2 separate regions of the Muntiacus reevesi genome follow, and region 1 is linked to region 2. The links are chromatin contacts, called in public Hi-C maps. All regions are on one chromosome and are shown on one strand. The core of a region is the stretch at or near the end of the contact, and the rest is flanking DNA. Distances in the headings are between cores, read along the strand shown. Region 1 holds the start of CFLAR (CASP8 and FADD like apoptosis regulator). Region 2 holds the start of CASP8 (caspase 8).

The links. Hi-C and Micro-C count contacts between places; a contact is called where the count stands out from the background.
Region 1: a Hi-C map of blood shows a contact between it and region 2, with 2.8 times the contacts expected there. The contact joins the promoter of CFLAR here to the promoter of CASP8 in region 2. A contact is called at or near these places in 2 of 3 Hi-C or Micro-C datasets (blood and muscle).

Annotation. Positions count from the first base shown.
Region 1 is chr3:146,146,148-146,149,768 of mMunRee1.1, reverse strand. CFLAR (CASP8 and FADD like apoptosis regulator) reads left to right here and starts at 2,329. Exons shown (of 10, transcript XM_065930835.1): 1 at 2,329-2,411.
Region 2 is chr3:145,992,628-145,996,005 of mMunRee1.1, reverse strand. It overlaps CASP8 (caspase 8), which reads left to right and starts at 2,090. Exons shown (of 9, transcript XM_065930832.1): 1 at 2,090-2,436.

The DNA.
Region 1 (3,621 bases), core at 1,080-3,579, 150 kb before region 2:
CCAGTCTAGCAAATTTTCCTTTTGATTGGATCATTTAATCTATTTTAATTTAATATTATTATTGCTGCAGCTGGATTTGCATGGCTCATTTTTCCTTTGGTTTTCTATTTGTCATATGTCTTTCTTGTCCCTCTGTTCCTCTTTTGTTGCTTTCTTTTGCATTAAGGAAATATATTCTAATAAAGCATCTTTATTTCTTTAATGATTTTTCACTATATATATTTTTAATTGTTTCAGAGGTTGCTCTAAGGTTTACCATATAGAGCTTAATGTATCAGAAGCAGCTTTGGATTTACACCAGTTAATTCCAGTTTTATATAGAAACGTTACTTTATATAGCTTACTTATATAACGTTACTTATATAGCTCTACTCCCTTCTTCTTGTGCCACTATCACTTTTTAGTATTTTATATATATATGTATATAAAACATCAATTAATGTTATACAACCAACAATACATTGTTATGATACTACTTTACAGTCTGTAATCATTTCTTTATCCCAATGTAGCTTTTCTCCCACCCACTTCTTTTGTGCTGTTATTAGCAAATACATTACACATATTAATTTTATGTTATAGGCACAATCATCCATTATATTTTTTTTAATAAAAATTCATTTATACTGTCTCTTCTAATTATACAATTGCCTTTTCTGATGTTTTATTTTTCTTTTGGTATAAATTTGAATTACCATCTGGGATTATAGCTTTCAACTTATTACTTGTTTTCATCCTTTAGTATTTCTTGTAAGACACATCTACTAGCAAAAATTCTCTCAGTTTTTGTTTGTTTGGGAAACCATTTCACCTTATTTCACCGACTTACTTTCATAAGATTGTTTCTTGGAGCACTTTGAATAGGTTATGATATTGCCTTCTGGTTTCTCTTGTTTTTCCTTAAAAGTCAGTTATTGATCTTACTGGCATTAACTTGTAAGTCATGAGTCATTTTTCTCTTGCCGATTTCAAGATTTCTTCCTTTGACTTTCAGCATTTTTGCTATGTTGTGTTTGTAGATCTCTTGCATTCATCCCATTTGGAATTTATTGAGTTTCCTAGATATGTGAGATAGTTTTTCAAAAAATTTGAAAGTTTTTAGCCATTATTTCTTTGAATATTTTTTCTGTTCCTTCTTCACTCCCCTCTCCTTCTAGTACTCCTACTATGCACGTGTGCTTAATGATGTCCACATTTCTCTGAGGAGCTTTTTATTTTCCTCTGTTCTTGGGAACATAATCTCTGTCTGTCTTCAAGGTAGCTTATTCTTTCTTCTGCCAGTTTGAGTTTCCTGTTAAGCCTCTAATAAAGTTATTTTAGTTATTGCACTTTCCAAATTCAGAAATTTCTGTTTGGTTCATTTCTATAATTACAGAGTCATATCCCAGATCCAGGGGCTGAATATATCTTTATTGATATTTTTATTTGGTATGACATTATTGTCATACTTTAATCATGCTTTTCTTTAGTTTTGTGAACATGCTTATAATAGTTACTTCGAATTATTTTTCTGATAAATTCGACATCCTGTTGCTCTCAAAGGCAGTTTCTATTGCCTATTTTCCCAATGTTTGGGTCATACTTTCCTGTTTCCTTGCATGCCTCATAATTTTTTGTTAGAAACTGGATATTTTATTTTGTATTTAAAATTTTTTAAGTTTATTTTCTATGGGGATATAGCCAATTAACAGTTTTGTGATAGTTTCAGTTGAACAGCAAAGGGACACAGGCGTACATATATACATGTATCCATTCTCCCCCGAACTCCCCTCCCATCCAGACTGCCACATAACTTTGATCCACGGGCTATACAATAAGTCCTTGCTGGTTATACGTTTTAAATATAGAAAGGTGTACAGAAAATGGGACATTTTAGATAATATAGCAACTCTGGGTACTTGTTTCCTCCTCACTCACCAGCCTCACCAGCCTCTTTTATTGTTGCGTGCATGCTTATTTATTTAGTGGCTAACTGGATCACTTTAGTGAAGTTTATCCCCTCCCACCTCCAACCCCCACCCCTTAAATTTTGCTAAACCTCTTTTGAGGTTTATAGAGGTTTATCTGGTATTATAGAAATTCAAGCAGGGCTCTGGGAAATGGAATATTTCCATTTCCAGTTATTTTTGCAACTTTCCTGTACGTTTAAATATATTTCAAGAAAAAGTTCAGAAACTTAAAAAAATCAGAAGAAAGTAGTTGTGAGGAATAATGCATATAGCGCTTTTACATTTGCTATTTATTCTTTTCCAGTACATCAGTAACAAAACTACTAGTGATTGTTGCTAGAGACAGCTAGAACTGCTTGGTAAGCAACCGCCCAGAGTTCATAGCAAACACGAAGGGAAGTAAAAACAGGAAATAGCCGACAGCGGGGCTGCGGCCTGGCACCGGCTCTACTGGAAGGGCGGGTGAGTGGGGTCTCTGGGTCTAACACAGTGCATGTCGGACCATCGGACTCTATAAAGTGAAACGTTTTTATAGGATGAGAGACGCGTCCAGAGAGGGGAAGGCCAGAGCGCTTGCGGGCTGGATAGGAAAGCCACGTTTGCTTTCAGACTTTTGGTTTCTTTTTCTCCATCTTGCCTGCGGAGTTTCAGGCGTCGGAGTTAAGTCTGGGCTGCCGCCAGAGGAGCGCCTCGCCGCATGCCGGACGGTAGGTGCGCCCCCCACCCCACCCCCGACCCTCCCACGCTGCCTCCCGAGCTCCCTCGGACGGGCGCTTCCTGGCCCTGCGCCTGGGCGGGGGCGTGGGGCCGGGGGCAGGGGCGGGGTGGGACTTATAGCGGTGACTCAGTCCTGTAGAGATACATACATATATATATATTATATTCATGAATTTTTAAGTTTTTAATTGGAGGACAATTGCTTTACAATGCTGTGTTGGGTTCTGCGGAAGAGCCGAGAATCAATAGCGCATCCGCTCCCTCTCGAGCCTCCCCCCACCCTCCAGGCCCCCATCCCAGCCCTCTAGGGCCTGGCAGAGCGTGGGGCCGAGCTCCGGTGCCATGCAGCAGACGGCACATCGCAGGGTACAGACGGCAATGCCCCTCTCTCGGTTCCTCCCGCCCTCTCCTTCCCCGCATAGATCTGTTGTCTTCGCTTTGCCCCCTGGGCCCCAGACCGGCGGGAGCGCCCCGCGCCCCCAGATCTCTGGAGCCCAATTCTCTGAGTCTCCCAGGATCCCAGGTACCGTCTGGGCGCGGGATCGCCCAGACCCAGAGACTCGCCCAGCAATGAAGCCGCAGAACCGCAACTTTGGTGGCAGATCCCCAGGGTCTTGTAAACTTTGCTTAAGGACATCCCGAGGGTTTCTCCTTTCCGGGAGTGACCTGATGAAAAGTTTGGCAGCCTTCCTTGGAAAAAGTTGATGAGAACTGGGACATTCTGTGCGGTAGTATGTGACTCCGCGGAAGCGACTGGTAGGACGGGAATTTTTACTCTTTTGAAATAGCCTGGTGAAGTAGGTTAGGGCTGCTGTTTCCTAAAGCAGTGTGTGATGTGTGTTTTGGCAAACTGGAAGAACAGCTTGCCTTAGAGGGAAGTTCGCAATGATTGCTTGATAAGACTTTTTGCAGAGCCTTGAAATAAACTTGTTTCTACCTCCTCTGCTTTTTCCCT
Region 2 (3,378 bases), core at 841-3,340:
CTGTTTCACCATAGATAATATACATGCTGTTCTTTCGAAACATCCCACCCTCGATCTTAGTTTTCTGAATGTTGAGTTTTAAGAACCTGGTTAGAGCAAGTAAATTAATACCGATCCTAGAAGATCACAAAAGGAATTTAACCAACTTGAGGGTTACAATTTACTTGTTAATTATTAGTCTTCTTTGATCTTTTTAAAAAATATTTTATTTTAGTTTTTCTGACCATGTTCCAAGGCATGTGGGATCTTAGTTCTCTGACATGGATCAAACCCGTGCCTCCTACATTCGAAGCAGGAAGTCTTATCCACAGGACTGCAAGGGAAGTCCTTAAAGGTTTTCCTTTTAAAAACATATTTAAGACTAAGAGAGCATAGGATCAGTGCCTTACAAATGACAGGCTGAAGCCCTGAACCTCCCCAACTCATCTTCAGTATGGCTCCGTAGATGCCTGCAGTGGCTCATCCATTTTTTCCAAGGGATTGGGGGATGGGTGTAAACGCCCAAGTGTGACAATCTTGGGATCATGTGCTGGCCTTGAAGTTTGTCAGTTGATTGACACTGAACTTTGTTTCCTCAACTGCACTATATGTCTGGTAATTCGTAGCCATCATACAGATGTGAGCTTACGTAACAGTGGTACTGATTATTTACTGAAAACTGCGGGAGGTCCAGGCATTCCTTTAAGTGCTCAATCTGTTTTACCTCCTGTAATTCTGCTCAGATAGGAATTTCAGAGCTGGGGCCTGAAGACTGGCAATTTAGAAACCTACTCAGTTAACCCTCAGATCAATCAAGTTGAGAACCATGGGTGTGTACTAATGTTCAGACACTGATTAATCTCTCAGGGTTTTAGAGAGACACACAAACCTCATCCTGCCACTCACTAGCCGAAGATACTTGTCTAAGTCCTTCACCTCTCCAAACCTCAGCTTCCTTGCTCAAATGAGAGCAGAAATAGCATCCACTTCTGCGAATACTCAGAAGGTGGAATGAACCAGTTCGGGTGGTTATACAAGAGGCACACGCAAAACCTTTATAATGTTAGCTGGTGCCTGTAGGCTGACTCCTTTTCCTCAGGTGACCTTCTGACCTCTGCGATAGGTCATCATGTCAATTCAAATTTAGCATTCTTCCATTCACATGGTTCATTTCAAATCCTAAACTTTGGGGAAGGGAACAGTGTGGTATGGTGGAAAAACCCTTGTTTTGGATCCAGCTGGACTGAGTTCGAATTTGTATGTTCATTTGAGCCTCTGTTTCCTCCTCCATGACATGGGGGATCCTCTACATTGTTGGGATAATGAGAGATAATTGATGGAAGGGTACAACGTACAGGTATTGCACTATTGTTGGTGTTGTAGTTTTAAAATCTACAAGATGTGAAGACAAAAAGGCAGAAAACTCTTTAGAAAATTCAAACAGGACACAGAGGCAGAGGGTGGGGAGAGGGTGGAGGATGAAGAAAAGCTGGGGAGATTCAGACTGCCAGAGGAGAGGTCTTCACATCACTGTCCCCTCCCCCCAACACCCCCCACCCGTCCGGGGGCTCGGTACTGGACAACGATGCTTACCCCCACTTAGGGCTGGGCAGGACCCCACCCCCTTTTGGTGCTGAATTTCCCCACAACTCAGCTAGAGATCTGTTTGGACCCAGGAGGAGCTCTTGCCAGATGATCCGGGAAGTTTGTCCACGACTGCAGTGCTAAGATTCAGGCCACAGAACAGAGGAAGCATTTTTCTCCGCAGACCCCTTTCAAGGGAGAATGATATTTTACTGGCCACAGGCAGTCTCAAATCTGTCTTTAAAAATTAGAGAGCTGATAAACACTAAATGTAGTGAGTAAAAATGCTTTTTAAAAAACACGTCCAGCTTCCTGGTTTTTACTTTGCATGTTGACACATTGTCTGTGGTCACCCCTGAATGTAGGGAAATTGGGCATCGGTTCCTTTAAATAGGAAATATTTTCTGTTCAAGTGAGCCACCTCGGTTTTCCAGCTTTCAAAATCAAGTTTATTTGCTAGTTCTCTCTGTTCAGGAATTTTCTTTCTCTCTTCCTGAAGACCAGAGTTTGCCCTTCTGCCGGAAGGCAATGGTTTCACAGGTTCTCTTTCTTTTATCTCAAGATTTTTTAAAGCCCTGCAGAATTTGGTAACAAATTCTGAACGCAGAGAGGAGAGAACCAGGAAGCGAGTCTTCAAGGGACAGGCAGACAAGCCTGGGGGAGGCATCGAAAGTAAAAGTAAACTTCTTCCTGGAGGCGTTTCCAACCCCACCTCCAGTCTCCCCCTCCCGCTTGCCTCATTTCCAGGGCTTTTTCTCCAGCTGGGTTATAAGAACCGGCCTCAGTAACTCGACGACGTGTGAAGCTAGGCAGTGCGGGGTCTTGTCGTTGGGAGTCTGGTGGCTGGGATGCTGCCAGGACCGTGAGGAGTAGGTGAGTTCCTGGTGCCCAGCTGGCTTCTGGATGCCGCCTTTCTCACTCGAGGACTTCCCGGGGGATGTTACCTCCGAGTCCTGCCAGGGTGCCAGGTTCTGAGTGGGTTCCTTTCTGAACCACAGCCCCTGGCTTTGCTTCTCTTTAATCTGAGGACTCTCCAGTTCCTCCGCTGCCTGTCTCCTGCTGGTTTACTTTAGATTTCCACAAGACTTTATTTACCTTCTTCTGTTTATTTTCTTTATCACTTGTCCTGGGGCAAAGGGTTGAGCTGATCACTCAATCAGGTCCTGATACCCTATAAGCCCTTGGTCTTGGGGACCCACAGGCCCCACCACCACCCTGCCTTGCTTTACCCATTTTCTTGGATCTCCCCACTCCCAACCTGTCTCCTACCCTCCTCGCTGACTCCCAAACTGTGCGTGTTTGCTAGTCGCTCAGTCATGTCCGACTCTTTGCAACCCTAGAAACTGTACCCACCGGGCTCCTCTGTCCATGGGATTTTCCAGGCAAGCATATTGAAATGGGTTGCCACTCCCAACTCCAGGGGATCTTACCAATCCAGGGATCGAACCTGCGTCTCCTGAGTTGACATTTGGATTCTTTCCCACTAAGCCACCTGGGAAGTCTGGCTCCCAAAGACAACTCTCTACATTTTATGATACATATCCTTAATTGTTCTGTATCTTTGTGAAATGTACCATTGCTTTGTGTGTGTACACTATGTCTTAAACTGTGTGACCAGAGCAAGAAAGTAATTTCTCTGTACCTCTGTTTCCTCATCATTAGTGGGATTAACACTCCCTCACCAGGTCGCTGTGAGGATTTACTTGATAGTAACAGCTTTAGCCACTTAGTGACTGGTGTTGCTCTGTACCCAGTAAGTGTTAGCAATTATTATTACATGTTACATATTAGTATTATTCATATTGTATTTTACTT